Linked DNA regions of Anas platyrhynchos: regions 2 and 3 are each linked to region 1. Evidence: chromatin contacts called from public Hi-C data. All regions are on one chromosome and are shown on one strand. Each heading gives the region's core, a stretch centred on a gene start, on an enhancer-like site or on the middle of the called end of the contact. The rest is flanking DNA. Distances are from core to core; before and after follow the strand shown. Region 1 holds the start of ETV6 (ETS variant transcription factor 6). Region 2 overlaps ETV6 (ETS variant transcription factor 6). Region 3 overlaps ETV6 (ETS variant transcription factor 6).

Region 1 (4,493 bases), core at 540-3,039:
TGTTCCTTAAGAGCCTGATCCTGTGCCTAAACCTCTAAGAGTAATCTCTGTTGCGTCACATAAACGTCAGCAGACCCAGCTGCAAGGTCAGGATCTGCAGAGGTGAGTGGCAGAAGGAAACCTGAATATGGGCAAGGCCCTAGCAGAGGGAGTACTGAAGGCACAGCACACCTTTTTCCATCCAAGATAACTTAAACGAGAAAAAAGCATCAAGTGGCTCTTTGTGTATGCTCAGTCTTTGGAAGGTGAAAATAAAACTGCTAATAAAACAGGAGCAAAGAAGCAACCACCAAATAAGTGAGTCAGTTAAGGTTCACTGGGCAAAGATAAAAGCAAGGAAAAGATAACAGCAGAGACACAGTACAATAAGTTAATGATAACTACTGGCACCAGCAACTAATGGGTGCCTTTGCAAATATAAGGAGGAAAAAAAAAAAAAGTGAACAATGTTCCCTTATTAAGAAATGAGGTGAAATCAGTGATTGTTGCATATGTCTGAGGTACTGCTCTATGCTGCTGAAACTGGAAAAAACAGTACACAAAAGGAGAAATGAAAACCTTGGCTTTCAGCTGGATGTAGGTTCCCCAGTGTCTAGTCTCCTTTGGGAAACAGGTTCCAACATCATTTAGAGACATTTGAGAGAATTAGCCCAGCTGTTGAGAAAGTGGATGTAGGATGACATGTGGAGTCTCAGGGCTGTAAGAGAGGCCCAGGTGACAGAATCGGTGGAAGCTGGTCTGCAGATACAATGCTGTGGACTGAAAATTAAAGTCCCACAGAAAGGTTTGTTTTGCTTTCTTTTCTGCAGGGCTTGCTCTATTTTCAGGGACAAACTCTAGACCGGAAAGTATGAGCTCCCAAACCCAGATTTCCAGGCCACTACGAGGAGGAAGAACATGCTTTGTTTCATGGTTTTCTCTTCTTGCTCTTGCCCCCCAACACCTCATCCATCTCCCTTTCCTGGGAGAGCTCTGAGAAAGGCAGGAACTCGGTGTCATCTTACAGGCCAAAACGTGGTTACCTTTTGCCTGAATTAGTATCGCTGCCACCAACGCAAGCAAAAAGTTAGGGAATTTCTGGCTAGGGCGTTTATTAAAGGTGTCTCTGTGGGATGGTAAATCCTGCTAAAGGATCCTCCCTGGAGATAAGCTGAGCAGCAGCCTCTCGGTGAGAGGGAAGGAACCTAGCTGGGAGCCTGCTGGAGGTTCAATACAAGCTAACGCACGTCCCTTCTGTGCTGCGCGATGTCCACACGGGGCAAAGCTGAAGGGGAGCTGGCAGCTGAAGCAGCTTTCCCCTCATTGTAGTGGGTGTCGGGCTGGCGGTAACGGCTGGCTCAGCGCCCGCGGGGGGCAAACGGGGGGAAAAGGGGACACCGGGAAACAAGTGGGAAAAAAAAGCAGCGACAGAGGAACAGGCGGCCGAGGGGAAGCCCCGCGAGGAGGGGGCGGCGCGCCCGGCACGGAGCGGGCACCGCGGGGGGGGGAACCGGGGGAGGGAACCGGGCCTGCGCCGCGCCCCGCCCCGCCCTTCCCGTGCCCACCGCCGCACTTCCTGGTGAGGGCCCTTAAAGGGGCCTTGTCGACGGCGGCAGAACAAAGGCTGTTGTTGTCTGCCGCGCACCGCGGGCCTCCGGGCCCCTTTAAGGGGCGGGGCCGGCTGCCGGGAACCGACGTCGCTTGCGGGGATGCGGAACAGGGCAGCGGCGAGGGGGCGGTGAGGGGGGCGGGGCCGGGCGGTGAGGGGGCGGGGCCGGGCGGGACGCCCGGCCCCGCCCTCCCCGCCCGGGCCCGCACACGCACGCAGAGCCCGGGGGCAGCGGGCAGGGGGCGGGCAGCGATCGGGCGCCCCCCGACGAGGGCCGGGGACGGGGCTCCGGTGGCGGCGCCACCCCCGGGCCGCGCCCGCCGCCGGGCGATGGTGGCGGCGGCGGCAGCAACTTCCCGCTGAGGGGCCGGCGGAGGAGCGGAAATTTGGGGGGGGGGAGGGAAGGGGGAAGGAAGGGGGAAGGCAAAAAAAAAACACGCACACACACACACACACACACAAAAAAAAAAGAACCGAGAGAACTTCCCCCTACGCCGCGCTGCGCCGCGCTCCGGCTGAAAGATGTCTGAGGCCGCTGCCCAGTGTTTCATCAAGGTAAAAATAATAATAAAAAACAAACCTTCTGTTTTTTTTTTTTTTTTTTTAATTTTTATTTTTTTTCCTTATTTAAATCATTTTTATTATTTGCGGTCAGTGGGGGGCTCTCCCCGTGCTACCCTCCCGCGCTGTGTTTACGCACGGAGGGCCCTGCCCCGCGCGTGTTCCTTTCATTATCATTATTCTTAATAATAATAATAACAAGATTTTGCCCTTTTCTGCTGTTTTTCCCCCCGCGGCGGCGGGAGGCGGCAGCGGGCGCCCTGCGTGCTCCTTTCCCCCCGCCGCCAACTTCGCGCAAAGTTTTGCTGCCCGGGGACGGGGATGGGATGCGCTCGGCGGCGCTGCCGGGGGGGGGGGGCTGGGGCTTCTATTTTATTTCATTTAAAATTATGTTTTCCTTTTCCCCCTGCTTCCTCCCACTCTTTCCCCTCGCTTTATTCCCTGCCGGTGGCCGTGCCCAGCTCTGGCTGCGGCTCCCGGTGTCAGGAGCGGAGACAATGGGAACAAAACCCGGCTGCCTTTTTTTTTTTTTTTTTTTCCCTTTTCTTTTCCATGTGTGCCCAGGAGCCCGCTGGTGGCAGCCCTTTCCCCTCTCCTTCCCCCGGCCGGGCGCTCCCCGTCCTGCCCGTGGCCGCCAGAGCCTCCAGCGGGACGCGAGCACCCGGACGGCTTCGCTGCACGGTGCTTGCCTGCCTGGCTCTATTTTGGGGGTCACGGCGGGTGGCGGCAGCTTGCACTAGAGAGGCACCCAAGTTTGGGGCGGCGTGGGGCCGTGGAGCACCCTCTGTGTCCAACAGCCTAGGCAAATCCCGGTAAATACAAAGTGAAACGTAGCTGCTTGGTTGCTTTTTTATTTTTAATTTTCTTTCTCCTTGGTGGATCCTGTGGGAACATGGGGTGTAGGCACGAGAAGGCGAATGTCATACACAAAAAAAGTAGCGGCGGATGAGTTGTGTTTCCTTATTTTAGAAATGGGGCGTTTTGAAAATAGGAGGCTTGCTTCTGCTCTTACTGGTAATGCTGCTCCTTCCCTAACCCTAAGGTACATAATAGTCTTATCAAAGGTGATTAGCTACCTAGCAGGACAGATACATCTTTTGGAGCCCCAAAATGTTTATATGCCAATTTTTCTTAACATTTAAGTAGGCTTTTCTCTGGAGGTTCTCCAAACCCACCTGGATGCGACCCTGTGCAATATGCTGTAGGTGACCGTGCTTGCCAGGGGTTGGACCAGGTGATCTCCAGAGGTCCCCTCCAACCTCAAACCTTCCGTGACTTCATGTTTACATGTCCTGCTGCTTATTTCAAGTGTCGTGCTGAACTTAGTGCAGTCTGAACTTACTTCGTAGCGTGCGTTTTCTTTATGTGCCGACTCTTGCAGCTGTTTGTGTAGAGAGACAGGAACTACCGTCCAGGTGAAGTACTTCAGAGGGTGTCCTGAGGGCCGGGAAAAGCAGAGTAATTGGAATGGAGGAAAAAGTTGAAAGGGGGACAGAGGAGAAAGTGGGGAGAAGTTTTCTTTGGCTTCTTTCCTGGTGATGATTTTAATAGTTTCAAATATGGGAAGTATAAGCTTTCGGACAGAAATGCGTATTTCAGATGGTAACATTTCTTTACCGAGCTGTTTTGGATAACTTTCCCTTCAGTTTTTCACTCACCCCTGGTTTTTGGGGTGCTTGTTTCAGCCAGCCCGTGCGGAACCTGGTTGCGATCAGCAGCTGGACTGGAGGGGAGTTGTTGAAGCCATGGTGTGACTGTACAAGTAGGATGCGTTATTTCCCAGCGCGCCAATCCAGCTTGCGCAGCGCGGGGCAGAGGCGGAGGAGTGAGCAGGAGCCATGCTGTGGTGTGGCTGTGCTGCCCTGAGGAGTAGCCAAGTGTGCTGGGAGAGTATTGCAGTGCTTCATTAAGAGCCCGGGCACTGGAAGCGGTGGTGCTGGTGGATGTATTTTGTGTTTTGTTTGTGTTTTTTTTTTCTTTTCTTTTTCCCCTCCCCTGACATGGGGCAAGACTGTGTGCAGTAGATTCCACAGCAGCTGGGGTGATGAACCATGGAAAGCTTCGACGAAGGGAGTAAAGGCTAGAGCTCCATTTATGCTGGGATGCTCCATGCGTGGTCTCCCTATCTACCTTATTAGAGAGGCACTCTAATAAGATTTAGGAAAACTTTGAGGAGGTGAAATTTCGGTATGTATTTAGCTGCTTGCAATCAGTATAAACTTGCAGTAATATCTCGGTTCATGTCAAGTACTTATCAGTGTGTATGTGCAATTGTATATTGATACGTGTTTGCTTTGCGGCAAGTGTGTGTGTGTGTGTGTGTTTACTTGCACTAGCTCTTTCT
Region 2 (4,493 bases), core at 924-3,423, 110 kb after region 1:
CTATATTTTTTGAGAGATATGTACTGTTACTTAAAACTTTCCGTACAATAACAAAAAATAGTTTTTGTTTTGGTACAAGAGGAACTTCAAAACAAACAAAAAAGACCACAGCTTGCCTGCCACATCCTCTGACCAACCAGAAAATCTTTATGCCAAAAATGTATAGGCAGGTGAATTTATTTATGTACTTTGACATTCCCTTTCTTCCTGTTCCACAAAGTCACGTGGGAGAAACTAGCACAATTAAGTTTACCGTTTTCCCTCAAGGGAATGCAACTTAGTTTAAAAAAATAAATAAATAAATGTGAGAGGCAGAGCTAAACCCTGCCTAATTTACAAACTGAGCAGAGGGGTCAGGTGTTTGTTTGGCACAATTATGAGTGGTTAAATTTCAGAGAAGATTTTTTAGAGTCTGTCCTTACTGCAGTGACCTTTTTCATTTTCCTCTTCTGGCTTTCTTGATAGATTATACAATACATTCATGATTCTGCTTCTAAATGCTTCAAGCATTTAATCCATCGTTAATCCAGAATCATCTGAGTCTGGATCAACATTTACATCTAATGTTCTTTTACTAACTCAAGCAAAGTGAGCTTGACTGAAAGCAGTTGACCTTTGAGGATATCTCCAAGGTGCATTGGCATTGGCTTGGAATCTGCCCTCCAGGCTTCAGTTTCTGGCCCTATAGAGGGATGAGCAATGGAGAGTGAATTATCTGCATCGCCAGTGGTCTTTCTGATGCAGCACTGAGTCATTTGATAGGATGCCATACAGGAAGCTTACACTGTCATTCCCTGCACTTCTTTTATGGGTAAGCACAGAGTGCCAGTCTTTGGGACTGCCACTGCAGTGACTGCTCACATCCACAGTGAGTGCAGCCCCACCCATCCCTGTGTGGATCGGATAGGTCAGCAATTTTCCTGAGCAACGATTTCCCTTTCACAGATTTCCCTTCAAGAAAAGACTGTTGGTTGCTCAGAATGAAGAGCCAGACTGAGGAATTAATCTATTCCTGCAGGAAATGATACACCATATGTGCTCGACTCACAGTCATCAGATGTGTGAAGGAATTAATGTGATGAGGATTTTATTCTGTTCAGGGCCATTTGTGGCAATGGAACTGCTTGGAGCTGAGTTTGAGTTTGGGTTGTTTTGTGGTAAAACACTTTCTCTTGTCCTATCCTGGCTCAGGATCACCATGGTTTGGAATTGGAGAGAGAGGTCTGCTTCTGTCTGGAGTTTGTCAGAGCCAACTAATGTTTGCAAAGAGCTCAGTGGAAAGCACAGCAAGACAATCCTTTCTGTTTTCAAGATAGCTGCTCCCCACAGACACGTCACTTCAAATAAGTAGGACAAACAGTACAGTATTCTGGTATACACTTACAGGCCAGGAATGAGCAGCGTGTATTTAAAAGTACAGTGACAGGAGTGGATAGTCTGCAGAAGATAGGACACTGATCACAACTTGGGGGGGAAGGGTATGAATACTTTCTGCTTTCTTTCAGTTGTGGCAAAGACTTTAAGAAATGACTGTCAAAGAGGTAGGTGCAGTTGTAGATTAATTCCTTTTCTTTGATCTTCACATCATTTTGGTTATAACATACTAGCTTGCCACTTTGTATTTAAAGCTGTTTGTGTTTAATCGAGAACAATACATGTCTCTGGAGTTTCTTTTCCTCCAGGTATTTCATTGTGAGTTTCTTAAATAGCTCTACAGATGTATTTTTCTTGTCTGGGACCTCAAGCATATGAAATAAGTGTTCTGAAGCCATGAAATTTTAGGTTTTCCTGGAGCCTTCAGTGTCCTTGTTTAGATGAGCAGTCTGTTGAGTAGGGGTAAAAGAGTTAATAGGAAAGCTGGTACTGTGTCAATGCCTGGCACCGCATTTTCTCAGAACTAGAGCTTTTCCTGTCCATACCTTTCTCTAGGTACATGTTGGTCCTGCTCCTGCTGCCTGCCTGGGTTCCTGGATGGCAGGAGCCCCTGGATTTCCTGCACACCTCTACAGGGTCTTCAACGGGTATCACTGCCTTGGCAAGAAAGCAAGAGAATCGTTTTTTACAGAGGATCAGAGCAAATGTAGTGAACAAACAGGCAGCCACAAATATGCAGCTACTTGTTTCAATTGTTGACATGTACCCAGCAGTTTCCTTCTGTTATCATCCAAGGCTTTCAACAAACAGCATTGAAATTTGATCTTTGTTTTTCAGATAAAAACCTGTTAGTCAGTGCTCCCTGGTGGTATTTTCCTCTCTGTCAGTAATTTCCCCAGTCAAAATTGATGGCCTTAGCTAAGCTGAAAGTGTGCACTGTTCATGCCAAACATTTCATTTTGTGAGGGGATTATTAGTGTCTAAAGACAGTGATCCAGATACATGATTTATCCCCCCCTAACTGTTAGGAATCACAGCCAAGGAAGTATGGCCATGCAAAAGTGACACTGGAAGTCGTCCTGCTGAAGAAATATAAGAGCTTATGTGGGACAAGGCAGCACAAGCTAACTCCAGCAAGTTGAAAATATCCATATGAAGTTGTTAACACTTTTAAAATCAAGGCAGGGATACAATTTAGCTAGCATTTCATGAAGAGCGGCCTACCAGTGAGTTTTCTTGGATAACCCAGTCCATATTTCACACTAAGATTCTGTGCCCTGACCCAAATCTCTAGCATCCCAAGCTTATCACTCAGTATTTTTCAGGAGACATTTTTCTTTTTTTATCTCTGTCCTCTACCTTGCAGTGCTCATTGTACAGTAACAGGAACCACACATAGAGATGTGAATGACAGGATGAAAGTTCCAAAGCAGTTGTACAGAAATACAGTTAGTGTAGCTAGATCAGCTCTTACTTTCTTCACAAGTGTTCCAGTCAGCTACTCAAAATGGGATTTCTCTTAACACATTTCCCCAGGAGCTACTCATATGTGGTGGTGGATGGAGATTGTTTTTGTGGTACTGATTTTGTTCAGTATAGTAACAACTATCTACATTTACATGGTATTTTTCAGTGGATCTGTAAGTCACACACAAAAAAAAACAAAAACATTTTCCAGCTAATAGCAGTACCCAGTAAATCCAGCTAGTAGTTTAACAGTTAGATCCTATAGCTTGATCATGATATAAACTCTATTTTTTTTTTGTTTGTCTCCACAGATAACTTTGTCCAGAGACCTTCAAGACCATCCACAGAAACAGTCCACCACAGTACCCCAACCATTGAACTGTTGCATCGTTCTAGATCACCCATCACCAACAACCACCGTCCATCACCAGACCCCGATCAGTGGCCACTGAAGTCCCCTATGGACAACACTATCCGTCACCTCTCCCCAGCTGACAGAATGCCAGGGTCAAGGCATCAGCAAGAGAACAACCACCAGGAGTCCTATCCTCTCTCAGTGTCCCCAGTAGAAAACAACCACTGCCCGCCTCCTCCTGAGGTGCTCCAGAAGCCTTCCAGCCCTCGCCAGGAGAACACCAGGGTCATCCAGCTGATGCCCAGCCCTATCATGCATCCTTTGATACTGAACCCCAGGCACTCCGATTTCAAACCTCCAAGGTTGTCTGAGGATGGGCTGCACAGGGAGGTAAAGCCAATCAACTTGTCCCACCGAGAAGAGTTAGCTTACATGAACCACATCATGGTGTCTGTATCCCCTCCTGAGGACCATGCAATGCCAATAGGAAGAATAGCGGGTAAGTGACATTTTCTAGGCTACACCAAAGTTGACACTCTTCATTCATAACTTAAGATACTGTGTGTTAATAGCTTCTCATTTCCTTTTGCCACTCTGCGACCTCCCTCAGAAATTACTGGCATTCTTCAAGTTTCACCACATCTGTGGTTTAGGCAGTTAAGTATGATTAAACCAGTTTCATGGCAGGTAAGCAAAGATGCAGTGACATGCTTGTGACCATGGAATGCATGATTAGTAACAGTGAAACACTTGTGTCCTGACACTTAATGCTTCTTTACCCACTAGCAATCCATTTATTTCCCAAGATACCTATCTCCAAAGGCTTGTCCTACAAAGAGTTTTTCAAGAGTTGCATTCACACTAGTGTTGAGCCCTATGGAAAGGCAAACACCTTCTGTCGGTTGCCTTTGAGACAATACAGTGTCAAGCCTGCTATGATAGAGATGGTGGGACTAATGAAAGCTCACCTCAGAGTCCTACCTTGTAGGCTTTCCTGTGCTTCTTACGCTAGGATTGTCCCTTTTTACGGAAACAAGGTTGCCTTTGTCCCACGCAAACCACAGTCATTGTCTCACTTTTGTTATCGTAAATAACTGACATCACAACAGCTGAATCAGGAAGCTGAGGTTACAGATATTTTTTTTTTGTACTTGAAAGGGAACTGTAAATAGACAGGGAGAGAGGGAAGGGGAATCCAACCACTTCAGAAATATGCTGAATGCCCCAATAACTAGTTTCTTTTGAGAGATGTAAATACATACCACACCCAAAAATGTTCCATGCATTTATGTCAGCA
Region 3 (4,493 bases), core at 1,313-3,812, 68 kb after region 1:
AATTATTCTTATTTTAATAATAGTTCCTCATTTCTTCTTGAGAGACAGCACCTGGTGTTTGTATGGGACCACAGTACAGGGAAATCACACCCAGAAAGATGTTGGGGCTGTACAGTAGAAAACAGTTAAGAATGTGAGTAGTTCATGACATTTTGATGGGGGTTTACTTTATAACCTGTGAATGTCCCTTGAGTGCAAAGTGAAGCAAAGATATTTGTCAAAAATCAGTCACCAGTCTCAATTTGTTGTGCAACTCTGCATCAATTCCATGATTTTGCACCAAAATTGCTAGGAAGTGGAAGTTCCTTATTGAGTCTCGTGGACTTCTAGAGAGTTTTTTTTAACACCTTGTGTTAGTTCAAACTCAGTCCCATTTAGCATGTGGTCTTATCCACAGTGTCGTTTTTACTGTGATAAGGAACCTAACCACAACATTCTGCTTCCCCAGTTTTCTGCTTCCCAAGAGACTAGAGACAGCAATAGGATTTTGCAGTTTGAGGATAAGATAGTTTTCTAAGTGAATGGGTTGACATGGAGAAGGAATGTTAGTTGCCACATGGCTATGAAATCGCACTTGCTATAAGAAGGTGAAGAGATATTCACAGTTCTTTCCAGAACAAAAAATCCAGAGAACTGAGGTAAATCATTGGGTAGCATACATAAAAGATACCTGAATAAGGATGCATTGCTATATGGAGGAAATTATTGCAGGAAGATATTTAGGTGGCTGAAAGTGTAATTGGATCTAAAAAGAACCAAATAAACCTGTGAAGGGGTAGGTCATTTGGTCAGAATGTTCTACGCTGTATATATATATTTTATATTTTATTTATGTTTATACTATCCAGACAATGCTCTAGATGCAACCACAGCTCATGATGTCCTTAAAACACGGATTACCAGAGACTGAGATAAGCAATGTGTTATAGAAGAGATTACTTAATGCTTCCTTACTCCCTGTACTTTCTGCTTATACAACCACTCCCAAAGACATTTGGCAAGATGGGCCAGCGGTCTTTTCTAGTGTGGCAGTTTTTAAATTTTACCCCATCTCATAACCTTCTCCAGTGGCTTGACAGTAGTGTGGCTGCTATCCAAGCAGATATGTATTCAGTATGCATCTGCTATACCAAAGGGCTCTTTTAGGTGATAACTAACTCACCAGCTAGAGGCTGCGGATAAAAGTTAAGTGAGGGGATTTGCCTTTAAGCAATTCTGACAAAAGTCTCTTTACACAACAGCTGACTGAATCACTGAACGTAATGCCAAGGGCAGTGATAGGAAAAAAAAAAAAAAAAGTCATGTAAATTAGCTGGCAAGGGAACAGGGCAAAGCTATCTGGTGAAGGAGGGAATGGGAGAGGAGGACAGGCAGCCACCTGCTGGAGCTTTGGTTTCAAGGACCAGATCTCCCATCAAGTGTTGGAAAAACAAATTTTAAAGTAGAAACTGAGGGGGAAAGGCTGAGAGTATTTCTTCCTAGTGTATAGGCCTCCAGTGGACTGTAATCACTCCCTTAGGTGGTTCTGTCATCCCTAGCACATGCTCTCAGAGGGTTGCTTTCACTTTCCTGTTGTCATCCAGTCCAAGATCCAGTTCAGCATGTGCCCCTTATATGGCCCTGTCTCATCCATATAATGCATAATGTGAAATTCAGTTCTGCTTCCTCTCTTGCCCCAGTTTGGGTTTCTGGGCATAGTCATTAAAAAAAATAAAATGTTATTCAGTATTACTTGTGATTTGACATGGTAAATTGAAAACTTACTGGAAGTCTGGCAGTGCTTCTGATCTATGTCCCCTTTGCTAAGGTGCTTCATAAAATGCCGCATGTTGTTATTCACTCTGGCTTGGATGTTCTTGGCTCTCTCCCACTTAATGATTCACAAGATGTCTGTGAGATTCATTTTTGTAAATGTGGTTTTTCCCCCCCTACTTTCCATCCATATATTCTCCCACCCCTTCCCCTTTGCTTGCAAATCTTCACTTCAAAAGTTCACTGAATTAAAAGCAGAGTACGTGTAAGGGCTGGAGTGCAGTCTCTGGGGTGCCGTTGGAAGAGCTCTAAGACACACTGCAGATTTTCCCCCTGATTTCCAAGTTAGGGGGTTGGAGTAGTCTGGGAAGTTTTCCTACAGCATACTGTCCTCTTCCACCACGATTTCACAGCAGTCTCAGCTATGTGTGCATGTGTCCTGTGCCTCTTTCTTGAACAGAGAGATTTTTCTCTAGTAAAAGCTCAGAAATGGGTCTCCTCTGAGTGCTGTCTCTGGCAGGGGGGGAGCAGGAGAAAAGTCAAGTGCAGTGGGGGTCTGTGCACACCAGCGCAGAGGCAGAGCCTCTGCTCCCGCCACACCGGCTGCGGGGAGAAGCCAGGGGTGTTTGCAGGGCTTGCATGCCAGAGCCTCTTCAAACAGCTCTGCTCAAAGGCATGAGCTGGGCTCGCTTCTGAGGGAAATTTCCTTTTTGGGGAAGTTGCTGCAAAGGAATTTCCTGTGTGGGCAGACAGAGCTTCCTGACTTGAAGGCTTCTTGGAAGGGAAACTGTTTCATAATGAAATGATAAATTAAAGACATACCAGCCTGGTTCACTTCAAAACAGCAATTGAGGGAGCTCAGGCAGTACACCATTACACTCCTGCACAAAATGAAAATAAATTGCATCCTGACAGGATTCTCTGTAGCACAGCATATCCTTCCCCCCAGCCTTCCTCCCTGTAAGTCTCACTTTCCTCTCCTGCCTCCCCCTTTCCCTTTCCCCTGCTATTTGCTGCTGTCTCCTTTACGACCCCCTCCAACCAACGAGGCAGACGGGTGTGATGTTGGAGATGGTTTATTAAATGGAGGAGACACTCTGCTCCTCCTCCCATGGCTCCAGTTTAAGCCCTGCTGGTGCTGCCAGAGCCCCGGACGTAGGACCAAGAAACTGCAAGTGGCTGCCATGAGCACTGGGTGCCATGGCTGTGCATGTGATTGTGTAAAGTGAAATTGGGGGTACCAAGGAGTTTAAGTCAGTCCCTATAAAAAGGAATGTCTTGGCGTGATCATGAAAATGACTGGGAGGAGGGGTTGCAGATGCGTTTCCTGTTAAATAAGAGGAAAAAAAAGGACCTTTGCTCCATCCCAGCCAAGACACAATGGAGGGAGGGCATCCCCAGAGAGCTCAGGCTGTTATAGCGGAGTTTTCAATAGGCACAAATTGGCTCATGTTATTTTCCTGCTCTGTGCCGTCCTAACGGGTTGAAAAGTGAGAAGGGAAGCACTGGTGGGTTACTGTGCCCTATTGGTTTCCCTAGAGCTGGGAGTTCAGGTGAACCGGGCAAAGAGCTTAGATGAGACTGCTTGGGTTGCTGAACACATTTGGGATGGAGTTAGAGGATATGATTTCAGATGGCATAGGTATAGGGGGAACGCACATACAAAAGTTCCAGTTCGCCCTTTTCTGTCTCAACTACTTCATCTGTAAAATTTATTGATCATCCTGCTAATAATACCTAGTTGTACAAATTCATCTGGTGTGCACTGCTAACAAGTGTAGAATCAGCATTTTCTTTTTCCTCCTTTGAGAGTGGGCCTTTATTCCCTGCCTCCTATTCAGCTGGTAATTAAAACTGCTTTAGTACTTTGCAGTAGTCTCCTGAATTGGTGTGTATTATGTGCCGCCTTCTGGTAAGGAGGCCTTCTCCTCTTCTCTTCTCTTCTTTTTTCAGTAGTTATTTTAGGATTTTCGAGACATTTGAATCATTGGCAGAACATTGCTTTCTGTTATGATTTTATAGTGAGTGTGTCAGTTTGGGATTTTTTTTCTCTAAAGTTACAGCTGCTGAAGTCACATGACTGAAAGAATTTGAGATTTTATTTGTATTTTTAAAGCAAGTTGCTGGACTGCATAAAGAAAAGCAAGGAAATGTGATTCACAATACTCAGAAGCCAGCTACGAAGTACACCAAAGAAAAAATATGCATGTGTGAGACCGTATCTGTATGACTTATTTTTTGCATCTTTGTCAGTTTTAACTTATTTTCATTGAAGTCCGGTTGCCTCATTTTCAGATATTTGGGTTTGGTAGTCCTGGAGGTATGGAAGAAACAGAACTCTGCTACTAGTTTAGGAGATTGTCTCATCAATAACGACTTGTAATCATTCCTCATATTGAACAGATATGCCAAGTGTAAAGTTCAAAATGTAGAACTTTGTTCATCATGATTGGCATACTATATACCACACGCATACAATGCATGACAGCATTGTGAAAGCAAATCTAACACTGTGCTGTGCTGTGGCCAGGGCTGTCTTACAGCAATTAGAAGACACAGTACTGCTTCTTAAATGAAAGTAAGGAAAGATCCGTTCTCGGTAACCTGTACAAAGGATGTGCAGCCACAGAGCTACAGCATGTAGGTGTTCCTGGGGGAGGCAGGATTTTGGTGTGTGATAGTAGGCTCTCATATTCATTCAGCTGTATCATTGAGGCACAGTGGGTTGCAAACTAAGTTCA

The links. Hi-C and Micro-C count contacts between places; a contact is called where the count stands out from the background.
Region 2: a contact with region 1 is called in a Hi-C map of skeletal muscle, with 2.3 times the contacts expected there. The contact joins the enhancer-like site here to the promoter of ETV6 in region 1. A contact is called at or near these places in 4 of 8 Hi-C or Micro-C datasets (F5 follicle, liver, skeletal muscle and 1 more).
Region 3: a Hi-C map of liver shows a contact between it and region 1, with 4 times the contacts expected there. The contact joins the enhancer-like site here to the promoter of ETV6 in region 1. A contact is called at or near these places in 2 of 8 Hi-C or Micro-C datasets (liver and skeletal muscle).

What each region holds. Positions count from the first base shown.
Region 1 is chr1:70,843,317-70,847,809 of IASCAAS_PekinDuck_T2T, reverse strand. ETV6 (ETS variant transcription factor 6) reads left to right here and starts at 1,789. Exons shown (of 8, transcript XM_038181037.2): 1 at 1,789-2,143. The coding sequence starts at 2,111.
Region 2 is chr1:70,728,856-70,733,348 of IASCAAS_PekinDuck_T2T, reverse strand. It overlaps ETV6 (ETS variant transcription factor 6), which reads left to right. Exons shown (of 8, transcript XM_038181037.2): 5 at 3,153-3,695. Among named protein-coding and RNA genes, the nearest start is that of BCL2L14, 74 kb to the right of the region's middle. Within about 2 kb of position 2,173, at least 2 of the 8 cell types and tissues checked have an H3K27ac peak or open chromatin away from gene starts, as enhancers often do.
Region 3 is chr1:70,776,345-70,780,837 of IASCAAS_PekinDuck_T2T, reverse strand. All of the region lies in intron 2 of ETV6 (ETS variant transcription factor 6), which reads left to right. Among named protein-coding and RNA genes, the nearest start is that of ETV6, 67 kb to the left of the region's middle. Within about 2 kb of position 2,562, at least 2 of the 8 cell types and tissues checked have an H3K27ac peak or open chromatin away from gene starts, as enhancers often do.